Regions from separate parts of the Oncorhynchus mykiss genome. Here region 2 is linked to region 1. A link is a contact called in public Hi-C data. All regions are on one chromosome and are shown on one strand. Each heading gives the region's core, a stretch centred on a gene start, on an enhancer-like site or on the middle of the called end of the contact. The rest is flanking DNA. Distances are from core to core; before and after follow the strand shown. Region 1 overlaps acbd5a (acyl-CoA-binding domain-containing protein 5A). Region 2 holds the start of LOC110489826 (decaprenyl-diphosphate synthase subunit 1).

Region 1 (3,157 bases), core at 186-2,685:
TATCACGATATATTAGCAGCATTGCCTAAGAAACTATTATGATATATTGCATTATGTCCATGGCAGGCATTTGCAGGACAAGTTAGATAAGATAGTTCTTATAATGCCCATAAGATGTTCGGCATACTTGCAATAAAATAAACTACTGTGATCTATCAACGAACAATGCCATAATCAAAATACACAAACAACTTTCCCCTCCCAAGTTAAATCCTAGTAATTTCTTGAGAGCAAAATAATTACTAATGTAGTAAAGTAATTGTAGCCTATCATCTCAAAAAAAGCTTGCACGATTACAAGCTGTGGTTCAATACATTCACATTTCTCTTTGATTTCAATTCTAGTGCTAGTGGCTTGCGAGGCTTCCACCACTCACTACTCCGAGTGCAATCTTCATAGCGCAAAAGCTAGAGTTACAGAGGTGTGGGGGAAAGCATAAGGGAGGTGACGGAACAAACCAGACTGCTGAGAATCTTCTCCTCGTCACTTTGTGTATTTGGGCTGGGAGATTTTTCAATTGATTCGTCTGATAGTGGGGACAAGAAAACATTCTTACTAAGTACAAGCCTCTATCAAACAATAGATTATTTTGATAGAGCTACAGTATCCACATATAGAGAGTATCAGAGGCAGAATCATGAATGGATGAATGTAAACAAATGTCTCAATTTACACAAAAAATACAATTGACTTAGTTATTTTTGAATATCCCCATCTGGCTATACAATTACCTTCTCCTACGTTGAAGATATTGGCGGATAAGCCACTGCACCAAAAATGGCCACACAACAGCAAAGGCTACAGTGCTGGGAGACACGTCGAAAGGCCACCAGGATGGTTTCTAGAGGACAGAGGATAAATAAAAAGTGATCAAACTGAAGGTCACAACATCCCTAAAACCAAAGGTACAAAGGGCATCTTTAGTCTATGACGATGTGAGTCCAAATTAAATATTGACAGAGAGTAAAGGCAGCGCACCGTACCTTACTATTCTTTGCCAGGGGTGATGGTGGGTATGGTTGAGCCGATGACCTTGCCTAGAGAACATGTAGAGAGAAGAGAGAAGGTACAAAACAAATTAGTACTTATAACATACCTAAATAGTTACAGTCCATCTTAAAGTCATGATCCAAAATCCTGAAGTATTAAGAATGAATACAAAATATTGAGGTGTTTAGGTACTGCATAACTGCAGGTTTGCTATTAGATACCCTTTCCACAGCCGTCACTATCAACAGGCTATGTAATATACTTCAATTGCTAAATGTGGGTCTCTGACCTGGGATGCAGTGAGGGCCTCCAGTGTGTGCAGTCTCTCCAGGACACGTTGCATGTCTTCCTGCAGTCTGGCCAGCGCCACTACAATCTGCTCATTCAGACTGCCTCCTGGTGTCCCCGCGCCCCCCCACCGCTCCCCGTCCCCCCCGCTACCCTGCAAGGGCTTCTGGGCACCTGGACTGTGCCCTGAAGACCTAGAACCTATAACACACGCAGACACGGAATAGAGGCGTAAACACTGACATACACTTGTAGGTAAACAGAGAAGTAAGACAGGGCCTAAACACACACACACCTTACCTCGTTCTCTCCTGACCAGGGAGCTATTGGGCCTGCCTGCATTCAGTCTTTGTCTCTGAGAGGCCCCTCCACAAGTCTCCCCATCCTCCGCGCCACACTGGATGCCCGCCACACTGGCCCCTCCACTACTCTCCCCCTTTTCCCCATGCTCCTCATCCAGCTCCAGACAGCGGTCAGTTTGTGCCTCAGAGCCCTGGACCAAAACACACATACATGAGGATTTGGAAATGCTCTGTGTACTTGTCTGTACACTGTGCTTGTGCCCTCTGATTCAGAGGAGTTGGGTTAAATGCGGGAAGACACATTTCGGTTGAATACATTCAGTTGTGTAATTGACTAGGTGTCCCCTTCGCTTCTTACCTCTTCCAGGCCAAACTGGTCCATGGAGTCGCAGTAGACCTCGCTGTCTGAGTCACTGGCCGCGCGATAGGGCCTGAATACATCCACATCGAGATCTATGGAACAAATAGTACCCCGTCCCATACAGGTCAGGTCAGATTCATAGACATATGGGAACCTTCCCTCAGAGAGAAGTTTGTGCTAGCAGGACTGATTAAGAAGCAACACAAATGCAATCATTGCAGAGATCTGTGCTCCATTCGCATCATATTGTGTGTTCCACATTCCAAATACATCCTTTCTCAAGGTGATCACTAATTTGATGTAATGAGTTGGTGAGAGGTGAAAGTAATAGAAACACAACTGACCATAGACCAGCTTTTAGGAGCATAATGTAATGGCAATCCATCAGATCGGATGACTGCCTTGCCTGGTTCACCAATTACTTTGCAGACAGAGTTCAGTGTGTCAAATCGGAGGGCATGCTGTCCGGTCCTCTGGCAGTCTCTATGGGGGTGCCACAGGGTTCAATTCTCGGGCCGACTCTTTTCTCTGTATATATCAATGATGTTTCTCATGCTGCGGGCGATTCCCTGATCCACCTCTACGCAGACGACACCATTCTATATACTTCCGGCCCGTCCTTGGACACTGTGCTATCTAACCTCCAAACCAGCTTCAATGCCATACAGCACTCCTTCCGTGGCCTCCAACTGCTCTTAAACGCTAGTAAAACCAAATGCATGCTTTTCAACCGTTCGCTGCCTGCACCCGCACGCCTGACCAGCATCACCACCCTGGATGGTTCCGACCTTGAATATGTGGACATCTATAAGTACCTAGGTGTCTGGCTAGACTCTAAACTCTCCTTCCAGACCCATATCAAACATCTCCAATCGAAAATCAAATCAAGAGTCGGCTTTCTATTCCGCAACAAAGCCTCCTTCACTCACGCCGCCAAACTTACCCTAGTAAAACTGACTATCCTACCGATCCTCGACTTCGGCGACGTCATCTACAAAATTGCTTCCAACACTCTACTCAGCAAACTGGATGCAGTTTATCACAGTGCCATCCGTTTTGTCACTAAAGCACCTTATACCACCCACCACTGCGACTTGTATGCTCTAGTCGGCTGGCCCTCGCTACATATTCGTCGCCAGACCCACTGGCTCCAGGTCATCTACAAGTCCATGCTAGGTAAAGCTCCGCCTTATCTCAGTTCACTGGTTACGATGGC
Region 2 (3,157 bases), core at 221-2,720, 94 kb after region 1:
TTCTCTATCTATATAAATTACTGCATATAATATTTCAATCTCAGACTCACCTTGTCAGAATATAGTTGCCTATTGAGGTTGTGTCTTCAGGCCTGGAGGATAGTCTCTGAAATAAATTAATGTCACATATGAATAACCTGAGCACAACAACTTAAGCATATGTAGCCAATCATTTAGTCAGGTGGGCATTTGACAACTTTTCCTCAAGTTACTTACATGATGTCATTGTGAGGTAGCCTAGTTTAGGTTATTCTAGGCTATGAACCACATACTCTTGACCAAGCAATGTAGGCTACCCACTGACAGTTCTGTCTAGTAACAACATGGTAGGATTGGGTGATATTTGGGGAGACCTCTATGATAAGCTACTCCAAATGTTGCAATATCCGATATAATCGTTTTGCTCCGTTAATGACTAGATAAATCCAGACTTTATTATATCGTAAATAAGCAAACAAACTGCAGTCGCGTTCTTATTAAATAATCTTAGTATGGCCCAAAAAAAACAAGGCTTAGGTCATTCACTTCATTTTCAACATATTTGATACAGTCTAACTTCTAAAACTGCACATTGTTTATTTGTGAATTTCAAATTGAGCAGGGTTATTCAACTCTTACCCTACGAGGTCCAGAACCTGCTGGTTATGTGTTCTACCTGATAATTCATTCCACCCACCTGGTGTCCCAGGTCTAAATCAGTCCCTGGTTAGATGGGAATGACGAAAAAACAAAGTGGAGCTGGCTGAGTTTGAGGGGAATAAAGTATAGTCTTCACCATGACGATATATCGTCAGTGTGAAATATCATGATATTATTAGATTTAATCATACATCGGCCAACAACCCAACAACCTAGTGTCCCTTCTGAAATAAAAGAGATAAGCCAGTGAGAAAAATCAAGTGCAAGGCTTGGTACAGTGTAGCCCTGCAATGACATTAATTGTCTTGACCTTTAGCTAAACTGAGAATGCATAACAAACCAGCAAGATATGGCTAGCTAGAAATCCAAACCATCTTGTCATATAGCAACAATCTTTACTGTAACTATATATACAAAACCAATGTCCTTCATAACATATATGTTTTTAGTTCGCTACAACAACTGGGATAAACTGGACTAAACTGGACTAAATCCCAATATAGCTACACCAGTCAAGCTACAACTCATTAATAAGATCAGCTTGCAGATTCTGTGTTATATACTGGTTGACCTTGATTGGGTTGACAGCACTCCCGCCCGGCGAAATCTTGGCACTGACACGGGCGCACGTTACCTACCTCCTTTCCCGAGCCAGCGACGGCCCCCGTTCCTCGCAAAGACAAAGCAGCAAACGTAGCAGACCTTCCATTAAAACCGCATATGGTTTCTAGTACACTTGTACTCGTAGCGCCTGTAGTCCACCTCCAACAGTGCCTCCACGGTATCGCCATGTTCCTCCACACATAGCTGGAAAATATTACACAATATGACGCCGGAAGCGGAAGAACTCAAATTACGTTGATTGACGTCATGACGTTTTAGAAATCAGGAAATATTCGACAGCAACAAACAATCCCTGTTTTGTTGTCTTGTAACCTGCTTTAGTAGAGAGTATGCCACTGTCTCACTGTAAAGTTAATGTCTTATGTGATAGTGATGGTCAGGTGCCGCAAAAAGAGGAATGCGCGAGATAGTTGAGAAACTTGATAGTCTCTTATGACATATGGATCTCATCAGAGAGTTAACTAATGGTGACGTTGTAGCCAGCAATCAGCTGTCAGTTTTGCTAGCTAGGTAATTTTGAGTTGCAATAATGGTTATTTACAGTGCCTCAAGCTATGTTCTTTTAGGTATGGCAAACCTAATCATCATGTCTGCATGTATGGACTATTGTGATACTATTGAAAACTGTCACGGTCCTGCTGACACTATGTCAGACCGACAACACTACATTCATGCTTTCAACTTCAACAAGAGTGTGGAGAAACACTTGCACGATTTGGACCACTTCAAACTATCGTGTAAAAAGCTATTAGGTAAATCCCTCAGAATTGCATTCTTTGTCAACCAAATGCCCAGTAAAGTTTTGACAGTTATTTGCATGATCAGACATATTTGTAAATAACTTTGTTTGACTTTTCTTGCAGAAGCCTTCCCCCTTGACCAAGTGGATGGCATCTTTGTTCGCTCTGTGAAGAACTGCATTTTTTCAGAGTCTGACCCAACCCCACTCAAAGGCCCTCTGAGACTTGCGGCTGTTTCAAAGGTAATTTTGCAAATTACTTCCAGGGACTAGATATTGTCAAGAAATGTGGTTTACAATGGATGTGAATTAACCTAGAATAAGTGTTATAACACTGTCATAACAGCTTAATAGAAGGAGCTACTACATATTCTAATGTAGCTTTGTTTTTCCAGGAGGTCATTGAGGGAATGTTGGGTCTAGATGTTGCAGTGTCCCAGTCAGAGGATTTCCTACAGTACTTCAGTGGTGGTAAACTTTTTTCTGGATCCAGCCCTCTGACACACAGATATGGGGGTCACCAGGTACTGTACCATCTCTATACCATTTTCATCACTTTTTTTTCTGTATCAATTGCTTAGTCCCTCCTAATTCCACATTGAACTTTGAAGAACCTACTTGTTTATGACTAAATACTAGTGATGTTTTCTTTATTCTTTTAGTTTGGCTACTGGGCAGGTCAGTTAGGAGATGGCCGAGCACATCTCCTTGGTGAATATACTAGCAGGTCAGTAGAACTGGGAATGGATACATGACTGCACAGAAGGTTGAGGTTGTAATGACAGCATTTCAACCTGCTTTGCTAGCAGGGTACACATGAGTCATCTTGTGTGTGTTCTTTCACAGAAAGGGTGAAAGATGGGAACTCCAGCTCAAAGGCTCAGGAAAGACTCCATATTCAAGGTCAAATCTACACTTTTATATTTTTATAGACCATGACCAACAGGTGTAACATTTCTAGCCTGACCTAACAGTGAGGCCATATCCCAAATCGACCCCTAGACCCTACGTCCTATGCACTTGTGGAGATATGAGAGGATTTAAGCAATTTGGTAATAGTTCCAGCTTGCTCTCTGATAGGCTAGGAGGAAGTTTTACCGTATTGCTTAGGCCCAACAAATCCTTTCAGATCTCCACAAGTGCGTAGGGTCTAGG

What was found. Hi-C and Micro-C count contacts between places; a contact is called where the count stands out from the background.
Region 2: a Hi-C map of liver shows a contact between it and region 1, with 2.4 times the contacts expected there. The contact joins the promoter of LOC110489826 here to the enhancer-like site in region 1. A contact is called at or near these places in 2 of 3 Hi-C or Micro-C datasets (blood and liver).

The regions. Positions count from the first base shown.
Region 1 is chr15:23,255,331-23,258,487 of USDA_OmykA_1.1, forward strand. acbd5a (acyl-CoA-binding domain-containing protein 5A) reads right to left here. Exons shown (of 13, transcript XM_021562751.2): 8 at 1,939-2,033; 9 at 1,579-1,771; 10 at 1,280-1,479; 11 at 984-1,037; 12 at 732-841; 13 at 1-526. The coding sequence ends at 514. Among protein-coding and RNA genes, the nearest start is that of mastl, 8.8 kb to the left of the region's middle. Within about 2 kb of position 1,436, at least 1 of the 11 cell types and tissues checked has an H3K27ac peak or open chromatin away from gene starts, as enhancers often do. A contact at or near this core is called in liver, where this site is marked.
Region 2 is chr15:23,348,917-23,352,073 of USDA_OmykA_1.1, forward strand. It overlaps LOC110489826 (decaprenyl-diphosphate synthase subunit 1), which reads right to left and starts at 1,471. Exons shown (of 10, transcript XM_036944087.1): 1 at 1,278-1,471; 2 at 51-106. The coding sequence starts at 1,430. It overlaps LOC110489828 (protein adenylyltransferase SelO), which reads left to right and starts at 1,492. Exons shown (of 19, transcript XM_036944081.1): 1 at 1,492-2,015; 2 at 2,130-2,245; 3 at 2,398-2,526; 4 at 2,665-2,729; 5 at 2,849-2,905. The coding sequence starts at 1,793.